Regions from separate parts of the Mus musculus genome. Here regions 2 and 3 are each linked to region 1. Evidence: chromatin contacts called from public HiChIP or PLAC-seq and promoter capture Hi-C data. All regions are on one chromosome and are shown on one strand. The core of a region is the stretch at or near the end of the contact, and the rest is flanking DNA. Distances in the headings are between cores, read along the strand shown.

Evidence for each region. Promoter capture Hi-C pulls out the DNA fragments that hold promoters and counts their contacts. HiChIP or PLAC-seq counts read pairs in DNA pulled down with a chosen protein or histone mark.
Region 2: a promoter capture Hi-C map of macrophages shows a contact between it and region 1, with 6 read pairs. The contact joins the promoter of Plcd4 here to the enhancer-like site in region 1. A contact is called at or near these places in 8 of 39 promoter capture datasets (HPC-7-derived erythroid cells, cranial neural crest, embryonic stem cells and 2 more), 1 of 15 datasets of contacts at CTCF or cohesin (CD8 T cells), 2 of 484 Hi-C or Micro-C datasets (the G1E-ER4 cell line and liver), 2 of 115 datasets of contacts at active chromatin or transcription factors (astrocytes and embryonic stem cells) and 2 of 9 other capture datasets (adipose tissue and pancreatic islet).
Region 3: a contact with region 1 is called in an HNF4G HiChIP or PLAC-seq map of pancreatic cancer cells. The contact joins two enhancer-like sites. A contact is called at or near these places in 3 of 15 datasets of contacts at CTCF or cohesin (CD8 T cells, the NIH/3T3 cell line and pro-B cells), 29 of 484 Hi-C or Micro-C datasets (the AML12 cell line, B cells, the Ba/F3 cell line and 23 more), 6 of 115 datasets of contacts at active chromatin or transcription factors (the HPC-7 cell line, bone marrow-derived dendritic cells, bone marrow-derived macrophages and 3 more) and 3 of 9 other capture datasets (adipose tissue, liver and pancreatic islet).

What each region holds. Positions count from the first base shown.
Region 1 is chr1:74,436,761-74,440,962 of GRCm38.p6, reverse strand. Usp37 (ubiquitin specific peptidase 37) reads left to right here. Exons shown (of 24, transcript NM_001310662.1): 23 at 865-1,003; 24 at 1,485-4,202. The coding sequence ends at 1,572. Among named protein-coding and RNA genes, the nearest start is that of Vil1, 29 kb to the right of the region's middle. Within about 2 kb of position 2,737, at least 114 of the 459 cell types and tissues checked have an H3K27ac peak or open chromatin away from gene starts, as enhancers often do. A contact at or near this core is called in the G1E-ER4 cell line, adipose tissue, bone marrow-derived dendritic cells and 3 more, where this site is marked.
Region 2 is chr1:74,542,507-74,546,735 of GRCm38.p6, reverse strand. It overlaps Plcd4 (phospholipase C, delta 4), which reads right to left and starts at 2,376. Exons shown (of 18, transcript NM_148937.2): 1 at 2,086-2,376. It also overlaps a transcript of Usp37 not described here.
Region 3 is chr1:74,319,552-74,323,652 of GRCm38.p6, reverse strand. The region is part of intron 2 of Pnkd (paroxysmal nonkinesiogenic dyskinesia); the gene reads right to left. Among named protein-coding and RNA genes, the nearest start is that of Tmbim1, 17 kb to the right of the region's middle. Within about 2 kb of position 2,087, at least 7 of the 459 cell types and tissues checked have an H3K27ac peak or open chromatin away from gene starts, as enhancers often do. A contact at or near this core is called in bone marrow-derived dendritic cells and pancreatic cancer cells, where this site is marked.

The DNA of each region.
Region 1 (4,202 bases), core at 1,488-3,987:
AAAATTATCAACCTGGGGAAATGATTCAGTAGCTAAAGTATTTGCCTTCCAAGCACAAGGACTAGAATTTGTATTCCAGTCCACATAAAAATCCAGTGGCCTGTCTGGAATCCTAGCCTCACATTAGGCAGACAGAAGGGGTTCCCCAGGGTAAGCTACCTAGCTAGCTAGCTGTGTAAGGGGAAACCAGCAAGCTCGGAGTTTAATAAGACACCCAGCCACAGTAAATAAAGAGAGAAGTGATTGAGGAAGACACATGTATGCTCACATGCAAAAACTAAAGTAAGAAGCTGGCTTTCTGGGTTTGGTGCATTTCTGTCATGCATGGAACAACTGAGAAGCGGCATGGTTAAAAAAGCAAAAAAAAAAAAAAAAAAAAAAAAAAAAGCCTCATGGCCTTGTGAACCTCATAAGTGAGTGCAAGGTTAACCAAGACCAGACTTCCTAAAGACACTCTGTCTCAAAAGGCCAAGAGCCGAAATATAACTCTGTTGCGGAGTAGACACACGTTTAAAACCTATACTTTTAATTCTCTATTTTTTAAAAAGAAATATTGCGCCAGGCATGATGGCGCACACCTTTAATCCCAGCACTTGCGAGGCAGAGGCAGGCGGATTTCTGAGTTCGAGGTCAGCCTGGTCTACAGAGGGAGTTCCAGAACAGCCAGGGCTACACAGAGAAACCCTGTCTGGAAAAACCAAAAAAAGAAAGAAAGAAAGAGAGAGAAGAAAGAGAGAAATATTGCTGAAGCAGATAATAATGAAGTCAAGATTTGCAAGATTTGTTTCTCTTTCTCAAACTTCTGGTAACCGAGGAAAAGATTTATTTTGAAAAACTATAATTTTCTGATTTTCTGTGTTTCAGGTCATTACATTAGTGATGTGTATGACATTAAGAAACAGGCATGGTTCACTTACAATGACCTGGAGGTCTCTAAAATCCAAGAGGCTGCCGTGCAGAGTGATCGAGATCGCAGCGGCTATATCTTCTTCTATATGCACAAGTAAGCTCCCCAGCAGACAGCGGGAACAGGCTGGAGCCACTCGCACTCTGCTCCCGGCACTCTGTGACTGGTGGCTTTAGAGTTTCCTGTCTTTGCTTAGTTAGGGTTTCTCTCCTAATGGTTCCTCAGAACTGCCGAATGGTTTCTCTGCTCACATTATCATCGCAGAAGACTCTGGGAATTATACTTACAGTGGTTGTTCTGTGGTAGGACATATCTTCTTATAAGCTGGTCTTCAGTTCTGTCGGTGAGATCTGATCGTGTGACTACAGCTAAGTGCTGGCACTTCCTCATTCTCAGAATCCGATTCCAGGGCTCAGATGCTCGGGCGAGTGAGCCGCTGACTTAACAGAGTGTGAGTGCTGAGCAGGACTGTGCAAGCTTTATCAATATCCATGTCCTGCTTGCTTTGGTTTGGGGTTCTCTCATCTGTATTTCCCTCTTCTCGTTGGTTTCTGATTTTTGTGGTTTGTTTTTTAAGGGAGATCTTTGATGAGTTGCTGGAGACAGAAAAAACCTCTCAGGCGCTTAGCATGGAGGTGGGGAGAGCTGCCCGTCAGGCTTCATGAGGAGAACCTCGTGGGCGTCAGCACAAGCTGCACGTCTGTCACTGCCACCCTCCTTGACGTCCTCTGCCCGAAGAGAATTGGGAACTCTACTTGATGCAGGAGCAACAACAGCTCAGGGCCAAACCAAAAGAAACTTCAGTCATGTGCAACGCTCCATGCTGTTTTATGGAAACCTTGGTCGCATCTATAGCTGATTATCCTCTTTTTCTTCTACAAGAGTGCCGCTTCCTTTTGTCTTAGGAATGAATACATACTGTAAATATATATGTACATACCCACACGCATATACTGAATGAATGGAGCCTTAAAGAGCTAGGATGAGCCAACAGAAGTAGTGCTCTTGCTCACAGTGAATGCTGCAGCTGTTTGGCCGAGAAATCAAAGTGTCCAAGCACATTCATTTGAGGCAGTGTGGGGGTGCGCATAGCGTTTGGCTCTTAACTTTGGGGCTTTTTGGGTTGGTTTTTTTTTTTTTTTTTTTTTTTTTTTGTCTTTTGAATGGCTTCACTCAAGTCCAACATTTTATGTTTGTTGTAAGTAAAGCTCTCTGGGAAGCTAGTTACACTAAAAACAGTTTATTTTCCTTGCAAGAGGTATTTCTGTAGCCTGATTTGAGTTTTATTTTTCTTTTGATTTTATGACTCTCATGCTGTTTACATGCAGTTTCCAAACAATGGATTGTTGGTGCTTCGGAGTGTTCCAGCCCCACACTTGCTGTTTATCATGCCCTTGGCATTTTCTCTCAGATGCCTCCACACGGTGTGTTCATCATCGTCTTCTGTGGCGTGCTGATGGTAAAGCTAGAAGCTTATATTTTCTTCTGTATCATTTTCCCATGGAACAGGCATGACCCAATGGATTACAGCCTCGGTTATAAAAGGTTCAAAGACAGCTTCAACTGGGACTGACAGGGATGCTTAGGGCAGGGAGGAACACTAGTCTCTGTCCTGCAGGCAGAGAAAGCAGGGGCATGCCACTTTTTACAGTGCAGATTCTGGGCCACTAAAGCTAAAAGCTAAACACTGTGTTGCTAGGGTGAAAATAAGTAGTGGGAGGGGATTCCAGGAGCTATCAATCAAAGGTGCCTAGTACATATCTTACTTGTTAGTGCTCCGAGTGAGACCAAGTGTCAGTGCAGCGGCAAGTACTGCATGAGTCACTCTGCCCACGTGACCTGCCTGGGTAAGCAGCTAACGAAACCATGATGAGCCTGGGGAATCTGTCAGCACAAGTGTCATTAGGATTGCACAGACCTTAGCAACATGAAGTCTGCATTTGTTTTGTTCCCTATTTTTTCTTCTATTATTAATGGGAGGGTTGCTGTGAGTTCTGAGTTAGATATGAAACCATGTTAGATTTTCAGAAGATGTTAAAACCCATCACTGAAGATGCAGCATCTTTTCTGGAAGAGTGTATTCAGAGAGCTCCAGCCTGACTCTTAGAACCTGGGTATATTCTCACTAATCACCTCTTCTAAAGCTCTGAACTGCTGACGTGTGCCTCGGGGCTTTGACTGCTGAGAAACTCTGACTCCACCATCTGCCAGCACACATTGTTATAGTGAATGTTCCACAGTGGCACGGGGAGGGTATGCAGCAGTTTACAACAGAGAAAAACATTTGTTTTTAAAGCTAACTTTAAATTGTGTTGTTTCACCTCGAGCAGGAGTCTCCTTTTGTCTTGTTTTTCTTGAAAGTGACTGGTTGTCTTGAGCACCCAGGGTGATGATGGTGTGCTTTAGTGAGTTCTCTTGTCTCTACTGGAGAACTTCGAGCAGTTGAAATGATGAGGAAGTTTATTTAATTTAAAAAAAAAAAAAGGCTCTGCATCATGGCATGAGGACGCAGACATGATGCCCTCAGTCTGGACTGCCTCCTGGGCATCTGGACCACTCTCATACCTGCTTGTGTCCCTGTTGACTTAGAAGGCCGTGGCTCGCCACAGAGCCTGATTCCTTTTGACTCCCATGTCTTGGGCAGGACTTGTGTTAGTTATAAATAGTTACTCCTTGCAAATTTAGGATTTGAATTTTATGTCCAGTCCATATGATGACCTGTCAGCTTCCCTGCTCCCTTCTTTCCTTTAACTGACTGCTTGACTCCAAATGGCAATCTCACCTAGACTGTATTGATAGGGTACTGGTTGTTCTAAGCTGCCTGTGTCTATTTTAAAATTATGAGTAAATATAGTCTCTTTTTTTAATACTGTGATCAAAGAATTGGGGGATAGAACAGTTAACATGTTAGGCTAAGAAGGGGCAGATTATTAGATAGGAACAGAGGGTGTTGGTTCCCTTCAGTCAGCATAATAACTTTCCTGTATAAAATGCCAAATGTATGGTTATGTTACTTTAAATGACTGAACTGGAATTTTATAGCAACTAGTACTCTATGCAGTCTTCTCATCTTAGCCAAAACTGGGAAAGAGAATAAACTAAAAAGTTGATTTTCCACCCCCACCCGCCATGTTATGCAGAGTTAAAAAGCTGCATGTGAATGTTGTTTATTTTAATAGCCAAGACCGTCACTTAAATCTATAGGGAGGCAGTGCTCTTGTTTCGTAGGGATAGTGTGTGTACACACACTCATAAGCTTTGTCCCAGCAGGAAGAATAAGTAAATACATGAATTG
Region 2 (4,229 bases), core at 1,127-3,626, 110 kb before region 1:
AAGCATCATGCAGTTTCAGGCTGGAGAGATGGCTCAGTATTTGAGAGCACTGGCTGTTCTTCCAGAGATGCTAGGTTCAATTCCCAACACTGATACAGTGGCTCACAACCATCTGTAACTCCAGTCCCAAAAGATTCAACATCTTCTTCTGGCTTCAGTGGGCACCAAGTGGTACATAGACATGCATTCAGGAAAAATACCTATATTCATAGAACCAATACATTTTAAAGTATCATCCAACAGATGAATAAGCAAGAGAATAATTTAAGATGTGATGTGACCTGTATAGCCACATAGCATATTAGAGCCCTAATTGCCCTCTCTGTCTGTCTGTCTGTCTGTCTCTCTCTCTGTCTCTCTCTCTTCTTTCTTTCTCTCTTTCTTTTCTTTCTTTCTTTCTTTCTTTCTTTCTTTCTTTCTTTCTTTCTTTCTTTCTTTCTTTCTCTCTTTCTTTCTTTCTTTCTAGGCAGGGTCTCTCCTTGTAGCCCTGTCTCTCCTGCAGTTCACCTTGTAGATCAGGCTGGCCTCAAACTCACAGAGATTCCCCCTTCATCTGCCTCTCGATTGCTGGATTAAAAGTGTGTGCCACTTTGCCCTGCTCTTCCGTCCATCTTTAATAAGAAGACCTATAAAGTCACCTAGTTAGGAGTAACTCTTTTTTGAGACAAAGTATTTCTCTATAGCCCTGGCTGTCCCGGAACTCACTCTATAGCCCTGGCTGTCCCGGAACTCACTCTATAGACCAGGCTGGCCTCGAACTCAGAAATCCGCCTGCCTCTGCCTCCCGAGTGCTGAGCTTCTACAGCATCACAGCTAGCAGTAACCCCTAAGGAGAGGATGAGAGTCACCGAGAATGTACCTTCCCTGGCTTGAAGACCTAGAGAGGGCACCCTAAAGGGGTAGAGGAGTGAGGGGCAAAGGAGAGAAACAGCTAGGACAGTTTTAGGAGGAGAATTGAGTATGTGCTCCTAGCTAAGAGCCCTCTGGATGGAAGAAGGGTCCCAAAGAGCTCCTTCAGGGACAGAAAGCATCTCTTTTTCCAGGTGTGGAAAACTATTTGGAATCTTCATATGGCTTAAAACTGCTGTATGAGCCGGGTGTGGTGGCGCACACCTTTAGTCCCAGCACTTGGGAGGCAGAGGCAGGCGGATTTCTGAGTTCGAGGCCAGCCTGGTCTACAAAGTGAGTTCCAGGACAGCCAGGGCTATACAGAGAAACCCTGTCTCGAAAAAACAAACAAACAAAAAAACCAAACAAACAAAAAATTGCTGTATGAAGACCAGAGGCCAAAGTAACAGGTCACTCTTAAATTCCTTGGTTGCTCAGACCATAGTGGGCTGAGGGTGACCTGAGATTGAAGTTTCCACCTTGTAGGCACAGGACTCTGTAGTTGGTCTTGGGATTGGAAGAAAACAGAATTACCTTCTCTGTTCCTGTGTCCAGGAACCTTACATGTCCTGAAACATGGGAAACCTGAGAACAGAGCCCAGGATCCAAAAACAGTTTCCCTAGCCAGCCTTAAAAAACTACTTCTTTCTTGTTGGGCAGTGGTGGCACACGCCTTTAATCCCAGCACTTGGGAGACAGAGGCAGGCAGATTTCTGAGTTTGAGACCAGCCTGGTCTATAGAGTGAGTTCCAGGACAGCCAGGGTTACATAGAGATATCCTGTCTCGAAAAACAACAAGCAAACAAACAAACTGCCTCTTTCCCCCCTGTCTAACCTGTCCCCACTCAAGAGCGGTGGTTTTAGCTTGCGTCTGTGTGTAGTATGGGCAAGAGTGTCAGCAGCACCTCAGGGAAGCCACAGTGTACAAGACCTGAGCTTCATGGAGGAGACTGAAGACCAGAAAGATTGGCTGTCCTGACAGGGTCCTTCAGTGACACAACTGCAATAGATTGCAGGTCTCTCTACAACCGGTGCAGAATTCACCAACTCTTCCCTTAGAAAGGGCCTTCTCCAGAAAGCATGTTGAAGGAAGGCCTGCGATCGGTGAGGGACACCGATGGTCTTTCTCTCCACTCCATTATCTTCTGGGTCCCCTACATACCGCCAAACAACTTCCTTTTCTTCCCGTTGTCTTACCTTTCCCATCCCATGTCTGACTTTTCTTTCTTCCTAGCTCATTCCTTTCTCTCTCACCAGCCTCTCTGCTCCCTCAAGTCAAGCTTTTTGTGTTCTCTTCTTAACCTTCTCCTCCTCCTCTTTCTCCATCACCCTTTCCTGCCATTCCCCTCCTTTATCTCCACTAATTCCCAATAGCCCTGGCTCTCAGCCCCTTTAAGGATTTCGAATCTACAGTCCAGGAGAGAGGGCACTTTCATTTGGACACTCAGTAACATGCCTCTCCTTTCAGCCTCATTTTTCCCTGTATCCTAGGAGACTGACTAAACAAAGTGCCCAAAGAATGTGTTAGAACCTAAGTGTTCCAAGTCTTGGTGTTCCCGCTAGTGTCTGAAAGGAAGGATGGTTACAACGGATGCAGGTGCAGTGGGGCGAGAAGAAACAGAGGATCTGGGAGAGGGGGCACCAGCAAGGACACAAAGGATAAAATTCTAAAAGTAAGAGAGATTGGGTCAGCCAGGCACAGTGGCAATCTTAACACATGGGAGGTGCAAACAGAAGGATCAGGGGCGTTCAAGGGTCATCATTGGCTATATAGGAAGTTGGAGGGTGGCCTAGGTTCAGGGTGGGGGGAGATTAGCACACACACACACACACATATATATATTTAGGATCTTGTACTTCCAAATAGCTTTATATGATCCTCGGAGTTTGGAAGTGTCAACACCAAGTGCCAATGACATTATAGTAGGAAGTCAGCATGTCTCAAATTTCTTTCTGGGAGGTAGGAAGGAAGAGAGCTATTTTGTCTATGTTCTCACTTCTGAGAAGGGTTATGGCTAACCTGTTTCATATAAAGTGGATAGGATGGCTCTGCTCAGAGGTCATAGCCCTTAGAATGTTAGAACTTTAAGGCTCTCTCAAGTCCAGAGACTTAAGCCTAGATCAATCATCTCCATGAGAGCGTTTTAGAATTTGTCAAATTACAGTTTCCAGGGATGAGGAGAACATATTTAGTGGGCACCCTAATAAGCAGTTCTGGCAAAAAGGCAACCTTGGGGAGCCCTAAATCCAAGTCCAGATCAAACAGTTGTCTGTGGCCTTAAAGTCCCATGGCATACAACCTGCTAGTGTACCAAGAACTTGCCTCGGCTTGTTAAGCAGGCAAAAACCAGAGCACAGAATAAACTCAAACCCTGACTCTTTCCAAGGTTATCTTAAAATCATCTCTTTATTACCACGAGTTCAACTGTCTCATGCGTTTTGAACACCCTCATTTGGTAACCCTCAACAGTCTCTTAATGCATCTTCATTGATGAGAATCTATTCTCATTCTGCCTCCCATCTTCCTGGGGTGGATTCACCTCTGAGACACAGTGGCTAGGGTCAGCACTCATTGCCCCGTACAGCTAAGAGGTTTCTCTATAAAAGGGTGATTGACACAGCTAGAAAGAAAATGGTTTTTAAGAGGCAGAGAGGATAAATTCGAGAGAACCAGGAAGGGGGGGGGGGAGTTCTGTGTAGCCTCAGGGTGGGAAAAGGAGCCTAGTTTAACCTAATACAGGTATGCATCTGTAGAGCTGAGTTAGGACTCAGGCAGGACTCAGCTTGGCCAGAGGTTGGTTAGAGCTCAGGGCCCTTACCGTAGGTAGGATAGTAATCTTGTGTCTGCGAGGGTCGCCTCCCGAGCTCCGCAGTGCTCTCCGCTGAGAACAAGACTCCTTTTCTCCTTTGCACTTGACTGCTTCCACCCTCCACTGCAGTTTGCTGCTGTAAACTGGCAGAGTTACAGCCAGAGAGGAGGAGTGGGGTGGGGAGAGGTGTGAGCGCTCTCCTAGGTCCAGCCTATCCAACTCTTAAAGGCCCAGGGCACTGGTCAACAGGAGGAATTGTGGGGGTGGGGTTGCAGAAAAGGATTAAGGCAATGGATTGAGGTTGATAGCGACGCATCTCTAGGGAGGAGGAGCCTGGCTGCCTTGTATCTTGATGCCTCCCCACCTGGACCCCTTACTGACCCCAATCCCACAATTGTTCTCAGAGTGAAAGCCAAGCCTGTTTACTGCAGTGTGCTGTGAATCACTGCTTTTCATTCTGCTCAGAGTCTGTGTGGAATACCGCTGTTTTTGCCCTCAATTCATCTGGCTGCTCTCCATGGTATCGCTTTC
Region 3 (4,101 bases), core at 838-3,337, 120 kb after region 1:
GGAATTGAACTCAGGACCTCTGGAAGAGCAGTCAGTGCTCTTAACCTCTGAGCCATCTCTCCAGCTCTTGAGGGCCATGTTTTTATGGCTCAGCTAGCCCATGGTGGCTCTCCTTTTTCCTCTCCTGCATGTCCTTCTTCTATTCCATAGCAGCAGCCTTTTCTTTCTCTTCCCTCCTCGCCTTGAAACCTCAACCCCACCTTGTCTCTTCTGCCCAGCTATTGACTGCTGGCATCTTTATTAACCAATCACAATTAACTGGGGCAGGGACACTCAGTGTCTTATGTGTGGACTCTCTTGTCCTTGGGGTAGCCAGTCTTGGGGGCCCCAGCATTAGAATACAAGCAGCATTAGACCAACCTACTACATGTACTACTGCCCTGCCCGGTCCTTTTCTTCCTGCCTTAAACTCTAGTTCATGGAATGACACTTCCCTCTTCTCTTAACCCCGTATAGAAACTTCCTCACAAACCTGCCCAGAGCTTCATCTCCTAATTAATTTTAGATCCTGTTAAGTTGAAAGCCAATAAGTTGAAATCAAGCATCACAAGGGCAGCAAAGAAGCAAATGCAGTGAGAGTGAGATGTGAGACTGGTGAGGTCAGCTTTGGACACATAATGTGGGAAAGTCCCCGGAGCAGCTTCTTGGAGGTGACCAGCAAGAGGGTGGGCACTGAGACTGGCCACTCATGAGGGATCTTATAGACACATCTCTTTGGAGCAGTGAACATACAGACAGCACCTGAAATCTGGAGACACAAGGACTAGACAGACATAGGTCAGCCAGGCATGGCAGCTTACACCTCTACTCCCATCCCAAACTTGGGAGGCAGAGGCACTTGGCCAGACGCATGAGAGGAGAGCCTCAGCAGACTGACAGGGTGTTACAAGAAGGGAACAGTGGCATGCTCTCCTGTCACAGTTCTTGCCTTGGGGTTCGGGGACAAGGACTGAGCAGGGACAAGTGGGCTTGACCTTCAAGGGACACAGCCTGCTGGGATGGAGAGGATAGAGCATGCCCAGATGAGGAACTGAGAATGAATGGAAAGACTTCTGTCTTCATAAAGTAATTATGATACGTCATACTGTGGAAGGTCACAGGAGACTTAAAAGGTATAAGAAACAAAGTAAGTGACACCCAGTGACCTATGAACCAAGTTTCTGTCTTGACTTTCCTATAGCTCTGATAAATACCCTGACAAAAAGCAACCTAGGGGAGGAAGGGTTCCGTTCGCTTTGGCTCAGGTTACAGGTTTGCAGGTTATAGTCTGTTGTCCTGGGGAAGTCAAGGCAGGAATTAATCTTGGTGACCCTGTCTCAAAGGAAGTAGGAAGTGATCCTGAGGATTACGCTCAGACCTACGCACACACACACACACACACACACACACACACACACACACACACACACGCACACGCCAAAAGACAGAGGGGAAAACTTGGATAGTTACTTCAAGGCTAGGTTGGTTGGTTGTGACTGACAGTCTGTGTAGCCCAGGCTGGACTATAAATCAGGGTCCACTTCTGTCTCACCTTCCCAAATGCTAAGACAGCGGGCAGAGCCACCATGCCCCCTCTCCCATGAGGTCTTCAGAGATGCAGGTTGTCTTCATTTCTGCTCTGCCATCCCCAGTGTTCTGAAACATCCCATTATTGGTGGTGGTGGTGGCAGCGGTGGTGGTGTAAATAAGTGTGAATCCGAATATGCATGTGTAGGTCAGAGGACAACTTGTGGGAGTCAGTTCTTCTCCATGGGATCCTGCGATTGGATTTAGATTGTCAGGCTGGCCCTGCAAGTGCTGTTAGCAGTTGAGCCACCTTGGCCACCCTGGAATATTCTTTTAAACTGCTTCATGATGAACACTGCAGATGCACTAGGTCCTTTTTAAGGACAATGGAAACTTTTCAAGAAAGTCCCAGTCTCTCTCTCCTGTCTTCTTACCAGATATGTGACCTGCAGCCACTGAATTGATCTCTCGGTATGGGGTGGTGTGAGAGTCAAGGGTTCTTCTATTTAAAGGACTGAGAACAGTGCCTGGCACATGTGTGCTATATAAATATTTGCTATTATTATCTCATGGCAGGAACTGCATCGAATTCCTGGGTCTAACCAAGACCCACCCACTAGGGCTGGAGAGGAGCTAAAGGCTGAGCTGTTGAAAGAAGAATGGGCAAAATAGAAATTAAGGAGGAAAACTAGGGAGTGGTTAGAGAGAATGGCCATGCAGGAGCTCAGTCTGTGACCGTCAGATGGGGAGCATGGCAGCAGGCAGGCAGGTACGGTGCTGAGGCAGTGGCTGAGAGTTTACATTCTTGTCAGCAAATAGGAGGCAAAGAAAAGTCTGGAAAGGACTGGGCTTTTGAAATCTCAAAACCTGCCCCTACACACCTCCTCCAACAAGGCCACACCTCCTAATCCTTCCCAAACACTTCTATCAATGGTAACCAAACATTCAGATATATGAGCCTATGGGGCCTTGCTCTCATTCAAACCACCACAAGCATCCTCCTGTTTGTCCCATGAGTGGGATTTATAAGGCCATACATTTTAGAGTCTTGGCTCCAAGTCCAAGGGGAGGGGAGGGGAGGGGAGGGGAGGGGAGGGGAGGGGAGGGGAGGGGAGGGGAGGGGAGGGGAGGGGAGGGAAGGGAAGGGAAGGGAAGGGAAGGGAAGGGAAGGGAAGGGAAGGGAAGGGAAGGGAAGGGAAGGGAAGGGAAGGGAAGGGAAGGGAAGGGAAGGAGACCTGAAACCTTGGTGTCCCCATGCTGGGCTAGTTTTCTTTTTTTTTTCTTTTTTTTTTTTTTTTTGGTTTTTGGTTTTTCGAGACAGGGTCTCTCTGTGTAGCCCTGGCTGTCCTGCAACTCACTTTGTAGACCAGGCTGGCCTCGAACTCAGAAATCCACCTGCCTCTGCCTCCCGAGTGCTGGGATTAAAGGCGTGCGCCACCACGCCTGCCTAGTTTTCTTTTCCTGGGGATCTTGTAGTCTTCCTAGTGACTGAATTGCTCTCCTGTTCCCCACTCATTGCTTTTGGCTTTGTTTTTATAGATTTACCTTCTTTCATTGGGACCCTCGCCACAGCCTCCCCTCCCCCATAGGAGGCTCTCTCTAGCTCCAGATCTTCCTAACCCATGAATCTAAATGTGCCCATCTCCTCTGGAAGATGCTGCAGGGCACTTATTCTCTGTGGACTAACAGGCTAGTTCCTAGAAGAGGCCTCCTCTACCCTGACTCTGGTCTAGGTGATGTCCCCTAGCTACATGCACTTCTCTGTCATGTCCTCAGCAGGTTGTGGGGGACACCTGGAGTTCCTTATGGGGAAGGGGGTGCTAGGCTGCATCCCCTCTTCACTCTACTTCTCACTTGGTGCCTACTCTGCTGGCAACTAAAATAGTGTTTTTCTTTCCTTTTTTTTCTTGAATATTTTATGTATTTACATTTCAAATGTTGGCTGCAAAGATGGCTCAGCGGTTAAGAGTACTGACTCCTCTTCCAAAGGTCCTGAGTTCAAATCCCAGCAACCACATGGTGGCTCACAACCATCCGTAATGAGATCTGACACCCTCTTCTAGGGTGTCTGTCTGAAAACAGCTACAGTGTACTTACATATAATAAATAAATAAATCTTAAAAAAATACATTTCAAATGTTATCTCCTTTCCCTATTTCCCCTCTGGAACGCCCCTCCCCTCCCCCTCCCCCTGCTTCTATGAGAGTGCTGCCCCTCCCACCCACCCACTCCCACCTCACTGCCCTGGCATTTCCCTACACTGGGGCATCTCCTCCCACTGATGCCCAACAAGGCCATCCTCTGCTATATATGCGGCTGGAGCCATGGGCTCCTCTTTGGTGGGTTGTTTTTCTTTCTTTTAATTTTTTTCCATTTTTATGTGTATAAGAGTTTGACTAATGTGTGCATGTATACTGTGTATATTCCTGATGGCTTTAGACATCAGAAGAGGGTGTCAGATCTGCTAGAACAGGAGTTACATACATACATACATGCATACATGCATACAGTTATGAGCTGCTATGCTGGGAACTAAGCCTGTTTCCTCTTCAAGCACAGTATGTGCTCTTAAGCACTGAGACATCTCACTAGCCC